Regions from separate parts of the Mus musculus genome. Here regions 1 and 3 are each linked to region 2. A link is a contact called in public Hi-C and promoter capture Hi-C data. All regions are on one chromosome and are shown on one strand. Each heading gives the region's core, a stretch centred on a gene start, on an enhancer-like site or on the middle of the called end of the contact. The rest is flanking DNA. Distances are from core to core; before and after follow the strand shown. Region 1 holds the start of Tecpr1 (tectonin beta-propeller repeat containing 1). Region 2 holds the start of Nptx2 (neuronal pentraxin 2). Region 3 holds the start of Lmtk2 (lemur tyrosine kinase 2).

Evidence for each region. Promoter capture Hi-C pulls out the DNA fragments that hold promoters and counts their contacts. Hi-C and Micro-C count contacts between places; a contact is called where the count stands out from the background.
Region 1: a Hi-C map of nephron progenitors shows a contact between it and region 2, with 2.4 times the contacts expected there. The contact joins the promoter of Tecpr1 here to the promoter of Nptx2 in region 2. A contact is called at or near these places in 2 of 39 promoter capture datasets (cranial neural crest and hippocampal neurons), 1 of 484 Hi-C or Micro-C datasets (nephron progenitors) and 2 of 115 datasets of contacts at active chromatin or transcription factors (embryonic stem cells and stem cell-derived neural progenitor cells).
Region 3: a contact with region 2 is called in a promoter capture Hi-C map of hippocampal neurons, with 2.8 times the contacts expected there. The contact joins the promoter of Lmtk2 here to the promoter of Nptx2 in region 2. A contact is called at or near these places in 1 of 39 promoter capture datasets (hippocampal neurons) and 1 of 115 datasets of contacts at active chromatin or transcription factors (embryonic stem cells).

Annotation. Positions count from the first base shown.
Region 1 is chr5:144,221,737-144,226,122 of GRCm38.p6, forward strand. Tecpr1 (tectonin beta-propeller repeat containing 1) reads right to left here and starts at 1,879. Exons shown (of 25, transcript NM_027410.2): 1 at 1,759-1,879.
Region 2 is chr5:144,543,844-144,548,195 of GRCm38.p6, forward strand. It overlaps Nptx2 (neuronal pentraxin 2), which reads left to right and starts at 2,044. Exons shown (of 5, transcript NM_016789.3): 1 at 2,044-2,640; 2 at 4,276-4,352. The coding sequence starts at 2,221.
Region 3 is chr5:144,097,740-144,102,385 of GRCm38.p6, forward strand. Lmtk2 (lemur tyrosine kinase 2) reads left to right here and starts at 2,622. Exons shown (of 14, transcript NM_001081109.2): 1 at 2,622-3,037. The coding sequence starts at 2,935.

The DNA of each region.
Region 1 (4,386 bases), core at 629-3,128, 320 kb before region 2:
TGTAACGTGGCCCTTCCGTCATTGGGTTCAAAAGGCTCACCACCACAAAAGCCACCTGCTGTTCTGGGTCAGTTTATTCACAGATCCTTTCAGAGACCAAAAAATAGCCTGATGTAGGGGCCTGTGCCTGTAATCTCAGCACCTGTAAGGTCAAAGCAGGGTTGCTCCAAGTCCAGGCCAGACTGGCCTACGTAGTCAGCCCTTCTCTCAAAACAAAAACAAAAACCCACAAAGAGGTATGGGAAGATGGCTCAGTTGGTAAAGTGCTTGCATTGTAAGAAGGAGGACCCAAGTTTAACCCATGTTTTTTGTTGTTGTTTTTCTTTTTAAGTGAGTATGGGGGCATGGTCAGCTACATGGCTGATCGGGTGAAGATAGTGGCTGCGGAGCTGATCAACCTAAGTTCGGTCCCTGGGATCCACCTGATGGAAGGAGAGCACACATTCCAGCAAGCTGTCTTCTTATCTCCACCCATGAGCCACGCACGCATGCGTGTGCGCACACACGCAAAACACACACACTAAACTGTAAAAATACTTGTAAGTGAGCCACAATGGCACTTGCTTATAACCCTAGAGCTGAAGAGGTGGATGGATCCCTGGGGTTTCCTGGTTGGTTAGCCTAGCCTAATTAGTGGGCCCCGGGCTAGTGAGAAATCCCAGCTTTAAAAAAACAAAGTGGATGGTGCAGGTTGACCTCTGACTTCCACAGCCGCTTGTGCATCTGCACACACAAAGAAATTAAAAACAAAAACAACAGCAACAACAAGAAAACAGGGCTGGAGAAATGGCTCAGTGGTTAAGAGCACTGACTGCTCTTCCGAAGGTCCTGAATTCAAAATCCCAGCAACCACATGGTGGCTCACAACCATCTGTACAGCTACAGTGTACTCATATACATAAAAACAAACAAACAAACAAACAAACAAACAAAAAGCAGAGCAAGCAGTGGGCAGTAGATGCTCTTGAGGCCACAACACAGCACACAGAAGCCACAAAACGTTTACTTCTGCGGAATCTGTCTTCAGGCTGCAAGACTTCTTCTGGTTTTTCTATTACACCCTCACTCCTGTCTGATGTGCACTGGCTATTAAAGTTGTTTCCTGGCTGCCAAGCGCAGGGACCACTCCAAGGTGATGTTAGGGTTAAAAAAGAAGACAGGAAATATCAGAGCTTGTATGGGAGTGGGGGCCCTTCCTGGAGAGTAAATAGAGTCGGGCCCAGCCCCAGCCGGCAGGAAGCGACCTGGCTTTGATCCCAGTTCCTGCACTTGGGCGACAGGTGGGTCCCCTGCACTGTCACCAGGAGCATATGTCGGAGCTGTAGGGCTGTGACCATCTGCCTACACTAATCCTAAAGCAAGCAGATTTGCTCCCAACGTCAAGGGAGAAGAAAGGCTACAGACAGGCTCCTGGATGTTCCATTTCTCTAAAATCATGCAGGCTCGGCGATCGGCGTCTTCAAATCTCTGCAGTCCTAAGGCTGCAAAGGCTGCAATGGGGGTCATGCTATGAAGCGGGTTCACGAGCAGACATTTAGGGGTTCCAAAGCAGGGGTAGGGGTGGTGCCCTGTAGGTGTGCAGCAGAGAACACAAGTACAGTCCCCTCTCCCTCCCTCGATCGTCCCAGTTAACGCAGCCAATGGAGGAGAGGGATCGGAAAACTGGGAGCACCTCTGCTCTGTGCCACCCAAATAACATCGATCGGAGTCTCCACGGCCCTTGTCACCGATGTTACGGGGACATCGCGCCGCACTTACCTGTGCCCACGCCCGGTGGGGCGGGTTCCCAGCGGAGGCTTCTGTACTCCTCGGTTTTAGCTACAGTCCGGCCCTCCCCCGGCCTCAGGCTAGAGGGCGGGCCGGAAGCAATAATCAACTCAGCGTTGATCGGCCAGATTCGGAGTGACGCAACTGCCTGGAAGCTCACGATTGGCTGCTGCGCTCAGCCGCAATTTCTCCGGCTCGGGGTGGCGCGCGTGCGCACTCTCGAGGTCGCGCCGGGTCCCGCTAGCCAGCGGCGCTCTGTGCTAGTCGGGAGGAAAGGAGCGGGTTGCTACGTCCCCTCTCAGGACTCCGCGGGTCCCAGCGCGTCCTCACATGCCTGCTTCCTGCGCTCCAACCTTCTCCGGCACGTCCCTCCTTCTTGCCTGAAGCACTTCTCGTCTACACCGGCCTGCACCGCTCCCGAAGCGGAGTCAGGTTTTTTCAGGGTTGGATTTCTTTAGTTGACACAGGAGTCTGTTTTCCAGCCTTCATAAGAAAGGATAGTCGTCATTTCTAATTCTTCATTTCTTGTTTAAAGATTTATTTATTCTTATGTGCCTTGTGCAGTTTGCCTTCTTTTGCCTGCATTCATGTCCGTGTGACGTTGTCAGATCCCCTGGTACTGGAGTCACAGTTGTGAGCTCCCATGTGGATGCTGGGTATTGACACCGGGTCCCCGGGTTAGTGCTCTTAACTGCTGAGCCATCTCTCTAGCCTCTTATTAACTTTTTAGTTTTTAAAAAAATATTTATTTGTATGTGTGTTCCTGTGTGCACGTGCGCAATGCGCTAGGTGCAGAGATCAGAGGACAGCTTTCTAAAGTTGGTTTTTTTCCTACCACCGTGTGGGTCCCAGGGTTCGAACTCAGTACTTCAGGCTTCTCAGCCTTTACCTACTGAGCCACCTCACCGGTAAATTCTGTATTATTTTTTTTAATTAGTGTGTTTTAGATTTTGATTTGTTTATGTGTGAGAGTATAAGCAGATGTATGTGTTGTGTGTAGGGGTGTGTGTACCTGTATATAACCCACACAGGCCTGAAGAGGGCATCCACCGGGTGCTCTCTGCTGCTATTCTGCCTGTTCTGAGGCAAGGTTGCCTACTGTCTTCATTAGGCTGGAATCCAGCAACCCCCTGACACCCCCTGGTTTCTGCTCACCTTGGGGTTAAGGTTAAGTCATTTGCAGGGACACCTGGTGTGTTAAGAGGACGCTGGATCTGATTCTGGTCCTCACTGCAGAGCAGGTGTTCTTAATGTCTGAGCCATCTCTCCAGCCCCTCGTTAGTTTTAGGGGGTCTTTTTTTTTTCTCTCCTTACAACATTTATTTAGTGTATGTGTGTCTGTCTCTCTGTCTTTGGTCAGAGGACAACTTATTGGAATTGGTTGTCTAGTTCTATTGTGAAGCGAGAATCCATATTCAATTGAGTTCAGGTTTTCAGGTGAGTGTCTTTACCCTCTGAGCCATCTTGCTGACTTGCCTGGTTGGTTGGTTGGTTTGACACAGGGTCTCACTGAATTACTCAAGCTGGGATGGAATTCACGATGTAGCTCAGGTTAGCCTTGAACTTGCAACCTTCCTTCCTCAGCCTCCTGAGTGCCGAGATTCTAGGCTGTATCATGACACTTGATGTTTTGCTATATCTGGGGTGAAGGAAGGTGTGTGGTACGAGCATGCTGTTTGGTCTTTGCTTGCAGTGCTGGGGATCGAAGCGGGGCCTTGCCCGTGTTCTGTCACCTAGCTCTTCTCCCTTCTTAGCTTTTCTGTCTAATCAGGTTTGGGTCACTTGGCCATCACTGTGCATTGCCTAATGAAGAGTTCCAGAAATGGTTTAGAAAAAATACAGGGCTCACCAGCCTCTCCCAGAATTGACAGAGCCACTTTGCCTTCCCCACCAGGATGGGCTGGACTCTTGAAGTATGAGCCAAACTACAGCCTTCCGCTCTGGCCTCTAGATGGTCACACGCCCTTGTATATACGTGACAACACGCAAACCACACAGAACAAATAAAACTGAAATCAGAAGTGTGTCTGTCCCTCTCTCCTTGCCGGGGGTGGGGGGGGGGTGGGGGGGGGGGGAGGACACTGCCTACAGATGCTAGTTCATCAACGGATGTAAATGTAAGCAAGATGCCCTGAAGTGAAAAGGGAATTTTAGTTTTGTTGTTTTGAGACAGGATTTCAGTATGTAGCCTTGACTGTTCTGGAACTGGCTATGTAGACCAAGCCGATTCCAAGCTCAGAGATCTGCCTGCCTGTGCCTCGGGAGTATTTTTTTCCCCCTGAGACAGGGTTTCTCTGTGTAGCCCTGGCAGTCCTGGAACTCACTTCTCACTTTGTAGACCAGGCTGCCTCTGCCTCCCAAGTGCTGGGATTAAAGGCATGCACCACCACGCCCGGCTTGGTTCTTGTTTTTGTTTCCAATAATAATAATAATAACAACAACAACAATAATAATAATAATAATAATGCCACAAAACCTCTAGAATACAAACAGCAGTGGGCCATAGTCCCTTGTGGTGCCTAAGGAGCACAGGGACCTCCCGATCTCATTACAAAGCCCCTCAAGTGTGGCGAGGAAAGTACAGACGTTTACAGGTTCTAATCTGTATTAGCACAGCTG
Region 2 (4,352 bases), core at 794-3,293:
GGCAACTCTGCTGATCCCTTCTCATAGTGGGAACTCTTGTAGGAAGTCTAAGAGCAATTATTTTGGGGATATATGCTATTTTTATGTCTTCTTGTACATCACCTTCTTTGGTCAGGAGGAAATTAGAATTCTGGAAATACGTTTAATTATTAAAAGGACAAGCCTTGGCTTCAAGTAGTTGCAAATATGAATTATTAGTCCATGTCATGAAAGGGCTGGAGAACTACAAAGAAACAATGATAATCTATTTGTCACACCCAATTAAGATCTGCCCTGGCCTGGGAGTAAAAGAGCATTAAATCTGTGAGTGGTAACTTCAAGCAGCATGTCTATATTTGGGTAATTCTGAACATGCCTGGATTTGGTACCTTACAGCATCCTCTAAAAATGTACTACTTTAGAAAGTGTTTTGAGATTTTGTTGCCTTCGTGATTGCAGTTTGTGTGTGTGTGTGTGTGTGGGGGGTGTTATTTGAGCTTTTGAGTTTCCATGTAGCCAAAGAAAGAAAGTCTAGGAAGAAATGGTAGACTCAAGGTCAAATTCAACAAGGGGAAACTTCTTTGTGGTGAGTCTAGACAACAAAGCCATTAGCCCAGTGTTCACCCCCCTGCCTACACCCTACCTTTTCCATTGATGAATATTCTTACCTGAGCCATCCTCGCTTCTGAGTCCTGCTCTGGGTCCTGTGGAGACTGAATATCCTGTCTGTAGTTTTTAATCCTTGAAGAGATTTTTCATGAATAGAACTTTCCTTATAATTTAGCAACACTGTCCTTGAAAACCCCCACAACTATTTACATAACAGAAGCTATTGTTTGAAGTGCAAAACAGGTCAGAATTTGGTTCCCAGAGATTAATCACTGCAGTCTATTTTGTATTATCATAATAATTTCATTTATTTTGATACAATTTGTTTTCAGAATCAACCCCAGCTTCTTTGCACAAGTGACAAATCCATTTGTTTCTGGTAGAATGGGTAATGTGATTAATGACCTTGCAACAGGATTTCTTTAAAAAGGGGGAACTTTTTTTTTTTCATTTTTAATTCACAGTAAACCAGCTGAGTCTGTTAAGTGTGTAACTGTTCTGAACTTGTAAGCCATGGGTAAGATTTTGAAATACCCCCTCCCAATCTTTTGCGGGGTTTCTGGGTATTAATATTAGGCTTTCTCCAAGAATCTGATGATACTAGTCTCCAGGTGTAAAGTGGACTTGTTGGATTCCCGCATTAAAAAGAACGGGGCCCCAGTCTTTGCCATGGCCCCATCATGTTTATTCCGGCTGGATGTTCTCATCAAACCGAGGTCATGCGAAATAAATAAGGTCATGCCTAGAAGGATATTGTCCCCGCACAAGAACCTTCGAGTGAACTCGTGACTACTGCCTCCTGGTCTTCTGTGTGGGCATCCCCTTCTTTCTTGCAGCATCCAGGACCCACTTCTGTCCCTGCTGGTCTGTTTCTTTCTTTCTTTCTTTCTTTCTTTCTTTCTTTCTTGTTTTCTTCCGTTTTTCCCCTTGAGTTCTCTGGGGTTGGGCCTGGGATTTTGGGTACGCCTACAGACTGTCCGCCTCTGCAATCGACCGTCGTGCTTCCCGCGCCAGAACAAGGAAGCCCACGCGAGCCGCGTAGGTGGCTCGCGTGGAAGACCCGGGTTCGAGTCCCGCTGGGAGAATTCCTCCTAGGCAAGTGGAGTCATCTCGGTCAGGATTTCTCAGCCGGAAGCCGCGCCAACACCTCTCATCGTGGGCGGCAAGTTGTCCCCGGGGCTTCTTTGACCGTGCGGGGCCAGCCGACGCTTTCTCTGACCGTTTCCGAAGCCCAGTTTCCTTTCCTAAGGAGCCTTGGGGATCCTGCACTCGCGTCTCTGAAACCCAACCCACGACAGAACCCAGCCGCCTGGGCCAGCTTAGCAATGCGCCCGCGCCCCGCCCTCCGCGTGACGCGAACGCCGGCGGACCAATCAGAGAGCGCGGCGCGAGCCCCACGCGCCTGTGGCCCCACCCTCCAAGCTTAAGAAAGGGCGCGCGGGCAGAGCCCGGGCCAGAACGCCGCGCAAAGCGGAGAGCGGGTTTTTGCGACGGCAGGCGGCGCTTGTGCTGCCGTTTCCGTGCTGCACGCGGTTCCCTCGAGTGCCGCGCTCGGACAGACGTAGCCGGCCGCGAAGGCGCCCAGACGGCAAACCAGCGACCCATGCTGAAGTGAGCACACAGGTCAGCGAGATGCTGGCGCTGCTGACCGTCGGCGTGGCGCTCGCCGTGGCCGCCGGACGAGCCCAGGACAGCCCGATACCTGGCAGCCGCTTCGTGTGCACCGCGTTGCCCCCCGAAGCGGCGCGCGCCGGCTGCCCGCTGCCCGCGATGCCCATGCAGGGAGGCGCTCTGAGCCCCGAGGAGGAGCTGCGAGCCGCTGTGCTGCAGCTGCGCGAGACCGTCGTGCAGCAGAAGGAGACGCTGGGCGCCCAGCGAGAAGCCATCCGAGAGCTCACCGGCAAGCTGGCCCGCTGCGAGGGGCTGGCGGGCGGCAAGGCGCGCGGCACAGGCAAGGACACCATGGGCGACCTGCCGCGGGACCCGGGCCACGTCGTGGAGCAGCTTAGCCGCTCCTTGCAAACCCTCAAGGACCGCTTGGAGAGCCTCGAGGTACCTGTGCGCGGTGGCATCTAGCGGGTGGTGGTCCCCGGGATCGTGGGACTGAGGATGCGGGAGAAATGGGTACGTGGGCTGGCCGGGCGCCCCCATCCACGGGGAGAGCTGAGTTCGGGGGTGCAAGTCTCGCTCCTACTCTGGACCTTACTGTGATGGCCTCCCGTCTCCTTGTCCTCTTCTGTCCCCACGTTCGATGGGAAAGGTGAAATTCTCACCCCCATCTCCATTCCGTCGCGCGCGGGGACTTACCCACTAGACTCACCGTGAACTTACCGAGGTTTTTACCTAAAGAACCCAGACTGCCAAGCCTGGAGGGCAAAACCCGGTGACCCCGGCAGCCTGTTTCCTCTTTGCAAACCTCCACTTTCAGAAGCGGGACACGCTCCTGCTGGCTGTACCCAGTGCTGAGACTGCCACCGGAGGTCAGCTGCCCCTGGGCATCTGGTGTTTTCTTTGACAAATTGCGTCGGGGTGTGGGAGGACTGGTCTTGACTGATCTGCAGGATAGTGGAGGGGGAAAGCCAGCGACCCCAGGATGTAAGCAAGCCCCTTATTAACCTCAAAGACGCCTCTTCACAGAGTCAGCTTTTTTTTTTTTTTTTTTTTAAAGATGCCCTTAGCTATGACTTTAGGGGAACGGACTTTATCTCGCTATCTTCTCCCGTGGGTAATTTGGAACTTTGGGGGAGAAATCATCAATTAATTTTCATCTTACTTCCCACCTTGTTTAAGAAGTGTGGACATTTCTGTTAACAGCGTTTATCAAAAATACCTATTAGCAAAAATGAGGTTTAAATTACAGGTGTTAATTATTGCTAAATTATCGGAGTGTTGCTTTTGGCATGATTGCTATATACAGTATTCCCAGCATCTGTGGGTCCATGAGTCATGATTACTGAGAGCTCACACTTTTTGAGTTCTAAGTGTGACTCAGGCAGAGTATTTAATTTTAACCCTTGTAATAGAGAATGGCTCGAGGCAGGTCCAGTTTTCTACAGTTTATAATCTGGTACACTGGGACACAGGGATTCAGGCGCTTGCCAAGGGCTCATGGCTGAGGGTGGCTGGCAGCCTCCGAGCCAGCGTGATGGCAGAGGAGTGAGAGAAATAGGAAGTGAGGGTTTGGATACATTAAAAACGGAGCTGTCTGGGGTTTAGTAACGTATTATACCTGACCTTTTCCAGGAATATGGCAGAGCCCGTTTGCCCTTGTACCATTTTGGAACTTGGGGACCGTGTTCATTTCTAGATGAAAGCTCGCTGGCTTTGAGTACCATTGATTAACTGTTTGAAAAAAAAATCTTAACTGTGTTTTGGGCTTTTTATGACATAGAATTGTAGATGTTGGCCAAATTTTTAGGCTTTTTGGTAAGAGAAGAAAAGCAGCTTTTTCGAGAGGAGAAAGTGAGATTCACAAGTTTCAAATATTGCAGGGAAGTAATTTTTGTCTGACTTTGAAAGCCTTTCCCTACCAAAAAGGCGGCGGCGGCGGGGGGCGGGGGGGCATCAGTAAAATGTTCTCTTTGAGCCGCTTTGGAAGCTCCTTGCTGTGTGGTTGGGTCACTGGAGCTGCGTGCCACAGTTTCTATTCAGCTGGCCTGAATCTCTCTCCCTCCCACCCTTCCAAAGCTCCAGCTCCGCACAAATGTGTCTAACGCTGGGCTGCCGAGCGACTTCCGAGAGGTGCTCCAGCGGAGGCTCGGGGA
Region 3 (4,646 bases), core at 1,372-3,871, 450 kb before region 2:
CTGTAACTCTGGCTCCTGAGGATTAAATACCCTTTTCCAGTCTCCAATGGCACAGTTCAAACACAGATACAGCCATACAAGCAGGCAAAAGAAAACAAAACAAAATTCACAAAACAATCTTCTTTTCTCTTTCTTTTTTTCCTTCATTAGAAAGAATGGCTATGTTTAACTACTGGCCCACAAAATTCCTAACGATTTTACCAATGGCTTTCCTCAGGACCCTCCTGGATGCCCCATATGATGAGAGTTGAGCTCACAGGGCACCACCTCTTCATAGCTGCAACTCATCCTGTGCGAAACATATCCTTCGGCGTGCAAGCCGCTAGCAGGGCTGGCTGGCAGAACACACAATGCCAGGAGGTCGGGTGTTCTGAACGGTGGCTTGGCACTGAGGAGAACCTGGAGAAGGCTGCAGACAAGTGCAAACCGGGACAGAACCACTGACTTATAATTGATTCCGAGCCCAGGGAAATCTCAGTTTAACTTATGCTAAAAGCTGACTTCTTCTTTTTTTGTTTTTTTTGTTTTTTTGTTTTTTTGTTTTTTTTTGTTTCCTGACTCTGAGGTGAAACCTCACCAACCCAGCAAGTCTTTGTTTGTCTTGCAGATTCTCTAACTAGGAGTCTCTGAGACAAGTGCGGGGCAAAGGTAGAGGCGGTGCGGTGGGGGCTGGGGTAAAGGTTTCCATTAGACAGCCTCTGAGGAATGTGTACCTTACCCCGTGCTCCACGGGAGGGGGAAAACAGTTGTGTGTTTGTGTGTGTTTCAACTGTGGGGCTTGCTCACATAATAACAAGACCTGCTTTGTGATCGCAGAATGCCTCGTTGTTGGGGTGCATCTTAATTATGATTAATTACCAGGAGGATTATGAGGAAGGGCTTTCACTGAGCCAGCTCTGCTCCTCACAGAGCCTCTTGTCAGGTTGGAGCATGAATTCCCGGCTTCCTTGGATGCAGTGGGTAGAGCTTCCGGATGGAAGTCAACGCACAGCGGGGCAATTGTACCTCCTCTCTAGACCTTTGCCTTCCTTCCCCTCTGCCCAGAAAGATCAGCAGGAAGAGGCCGAGTTGAGCTCAAGTGTCACAGGCCGGCTACTGCTTTCCTCAGGTTTTTAGTGTGGCTTGCCTCGATCAACACCAGACATATTCCCTAGACATCCTGTGCCCCGGGCTGAGTCAGTTAGCACCACGGACAGCTAAGTGTTTACAATGGGTTTTTGGAGGGAGTTTGGAAACCAGGTGAAGCTCTGGGCTTGCAAGTTGCTAAAGTTCCACCTGATAAGATGCAAGGCAGCTCTTCAGGTGTTTTTATTCACAAATTGGACTCCCAGAGTCAGCAAAGGTGGTCTCCCCAACCCCAAGGAAGGGGCTCAGAGCTGTGTTACAGTCAAACACTTTCTCCCTTTCTATTATGTGTGCATGGATGTATGTGTTGTGTGCATGGATGTATGTGTTGTGTGCATGGATGTATGTGTTGCTTGTGTTTGCATGTGATTTGTTTATGTGTGTGCATTTTCTCCACCTGTCCCTGTGTATGTATGTGTGTGTGTGTGTGTGTGTGTGTGTGTGTGTGAAGGCCAGAAGAGTGTCTTTCCTCGGGGTCAGGGTCCACTTTTTGTTTTTGAGGCAGGGTCTCTTATTGGCCCGAAACTTACCTAGCAAGTTTGTCTGGCTTGTCAGCGAGTCCTACGAGCCATCTTTTTTTCTGCCTCTTCAGCAAGCATTGTCCACTAAGGTTAGATTTTCTTTATGTGGATTTCTTGGGGATCAAATTCAGGCCCTCAAGCTTGCAAGGCAAGCAATCTCTTCATTGCATTTGAGACATCTTCTACCTCACCTGGAAGTTGCTCCCTCCTCACACCCATCACCAACACCTAGCACAGTTCCAGTAGAGAACACCCAGGAGGAGCTCCAAGGTGACTCAAGACAGGGCTGCTGTCCTCAAGGGGTTTACAGTCACAGGAACAATAAAACATGACAGTCGGCCCAGGGCTGGGCTAGGTCGGGGCTGTGGATGCTCAGTTATTTGTGGGATTGGGGTGAAGCCATCGATGAAGTCATACATATTCCAGGTGTGTCTTGACGAATGAAAGGATGCGCATCTGCCAGGTGAACAAGAGGGGGCAGGAAGGGCTGGCTGTCTTGGCAGAGGAGCTGGCTTGAGCTCACTGCTACGTCAGTAAGTGAAGTCAGAAACATTCTGTGCTTGATCAATTAAAATTTTTAAAAATTTCAACGTTTCCTCAAGAGCTTATCTGATATGAGGGTCAGCCTAAGAAGAAGAGGCTAAGAAAGTTCTGATAAGTGAAAATGAAGAAAGTAAAACCGGGGATAAAATACCGAGAACCATGTTGGTAAAAATTAGAAAAGAAAAATAAAAAGTAGGAGAAAGAGAGACAAAAGTCCCAGATTAAATTATGTGGGTTATTATGGACTTCTTTATATCTTCCTAAAATAATTGTCGATGTTACCTGCTGCCCACGCCTCATTCCTCTGTCTGCAGGGGGCGCACCGATCGCCACCTTGCCGCCTATGGCTGAGAGGGTGGGGCTCCCGGAGTCAGTATGGATTGACGATTGGCTGGTCCAGGTGTCGGTCCCGGCATCCCGCCTCAGCTCTACGTCACATGACGCAGCCCATCATGGCGGCGGGAGCGCGGCTGCCTGGGCCCGCGGCTCCGCAGGCTGGGCGCCGTTGCTGCTGTTGAGGGGCGGCGGCGGCGGCGGTGGCGGCGCTGACGGGCGGGAAGGATGATGCTGGCTCCGAGGCCAGAGCGGCGGATGCAGACCAGGAACAAGGTTGACGTTTGGCTAAAGAGACGTGTGTCCCGAAGCAGCCGGCGCCGGTGTCGCTGAGGCGGCGCGGAGGGCTGACCGACTGACTGAAGGCGGCGACCCGAGAGCCGGCCCCGTGGGGGACCGCGCGGTGGACGAGATGCCGGGGCCGCCGGCGTCGCCGCCGCCGCCGATGCTCCTGCTGCTCCTGCTCCTGACGGTCGGCTGTGCCCGGGCCGCGCCACTTCCGCAAACAGGTGCAGGTGAGCGGAGCCCGGGGGCTGCGGGGCCGCTGCGTCTTGCGGGGCGGCGGCGAGGGCGGCGGGCTTGCGGGGTTGGGCCACCTCTGCGGCGGATCGGAGGCCTGCCGAGGGCAGGAGGCCGCGGGATGCCCGCGATCTCAGGGAGATTTCTTGCCGCAGGGGCGTGGGATGGGGGGCGGGGGCGCGGCGACACGGTGGGGGTTGGGGAAGACGGCGGGGCGAGGTGGCAGCGATGGGTTCCCCTACCTCCCGGGGGACTCTTTTTCCCGGACTCTTAAACTTGTTGCCCTAAAGGTACCTCCAGCTTCTGTCCTCGACACTTCCTTTTTTTTTTTTTTCTTCTTCCAGATGTCACCTGCCTCTGGTGGCTTTTCTCCCGTCTTATTATAAGAACCGTTTCTTATTTCTCGTCATTCCTTAAATGAAACCAATGACTCGCGGAAGCTGTGCAGTTTCCTTGGCTCACCGAAACTTGTTCTAAAGTTGTAAATTGATTTTAGATGCTGTGGTTGTTGGGCTATTGGTTTATTTATCTGTTTATTTATTTATTTTTTCGGAATGAGTCGCTGGGGATGAGAAAGGAACAAACGATACATAATTTTGTTTTAGGAAGCTAGTGACTGGAGTAGCATAGCAGCTTTTGCGTATCCACTGACAAATTGGCCTGAGGGTAATTGAACTATTTCAGCGAGTGATTCTCTTTTCAAGCTCTCAGCCCTTCTGTATTTTCTGCATATAGTTTTGATTTGGAGTTTATAAATAAAACTTCAGCCAAAGAAACCATCTCAGAAATTTTAAGAAAAAAAAACAAATCTAGGCTAACTTTCCATCATTACGGCTTTCTTTCTTTCTTTCTTTTTTTTTTTCAACGAAGGGGGAGGTATTGACATTTCAAAGAACTTTAGAGGTTGGAAGAAAGCTTAAAGATAATTTAGTCCAATTTCTTCATCTTTTGCTTTGAGGATCCTGGAACCCTGGTGATCAAAAGATATACTCAAGGTGACACAGCCAAGTTGTAGTTAGATTCAAACTTAGGTCTTTGATTCACCTTGTCTTGTGATTCTACACCCACCTCCCAGTTTACTTAAAGTCTTAACTGTCTCTGGAACGCACCTGAGGTCAAGGTTTAAGGGCAGAACTGCCTCCGGTCAATATGGGAGTTTCAAAAAAATCTACAATGAAAGAGGTGTAATGGCTTCCAGAACTACCCTAGGTTATATGCTATTGAGTGCCCTTCAGTTGAGTATTAAGTGGTGTGCTTACACTATATAATGTAGCACTGTGTTTGTGCTATCGCCTCGGAATCAAGTCTTTTTGGTGACTTGAGTGTTCTGAGTCAGTGGATAAGATAACTGAATGTTGACAGAAGTCGATAGTCAACCAGGATGAGAGTGGACATTGCAGAAAATACCGGGGAAGCTGGGAAAGATTATATAGAAAGGTAGTGATGTTGCTATGTAAGGATATTGACATTTAAATAGAAAATTAACACTAGGTAGCACAGTGGATACAGTGTGTGTGTGTGTGTGTGTGTGTGTGTGTGTGAGAGAGAGAGAGAGAGACAAGGCGATTCCAGAAACTTCCAGTAGTTCTTGTGCCTATCAATTTT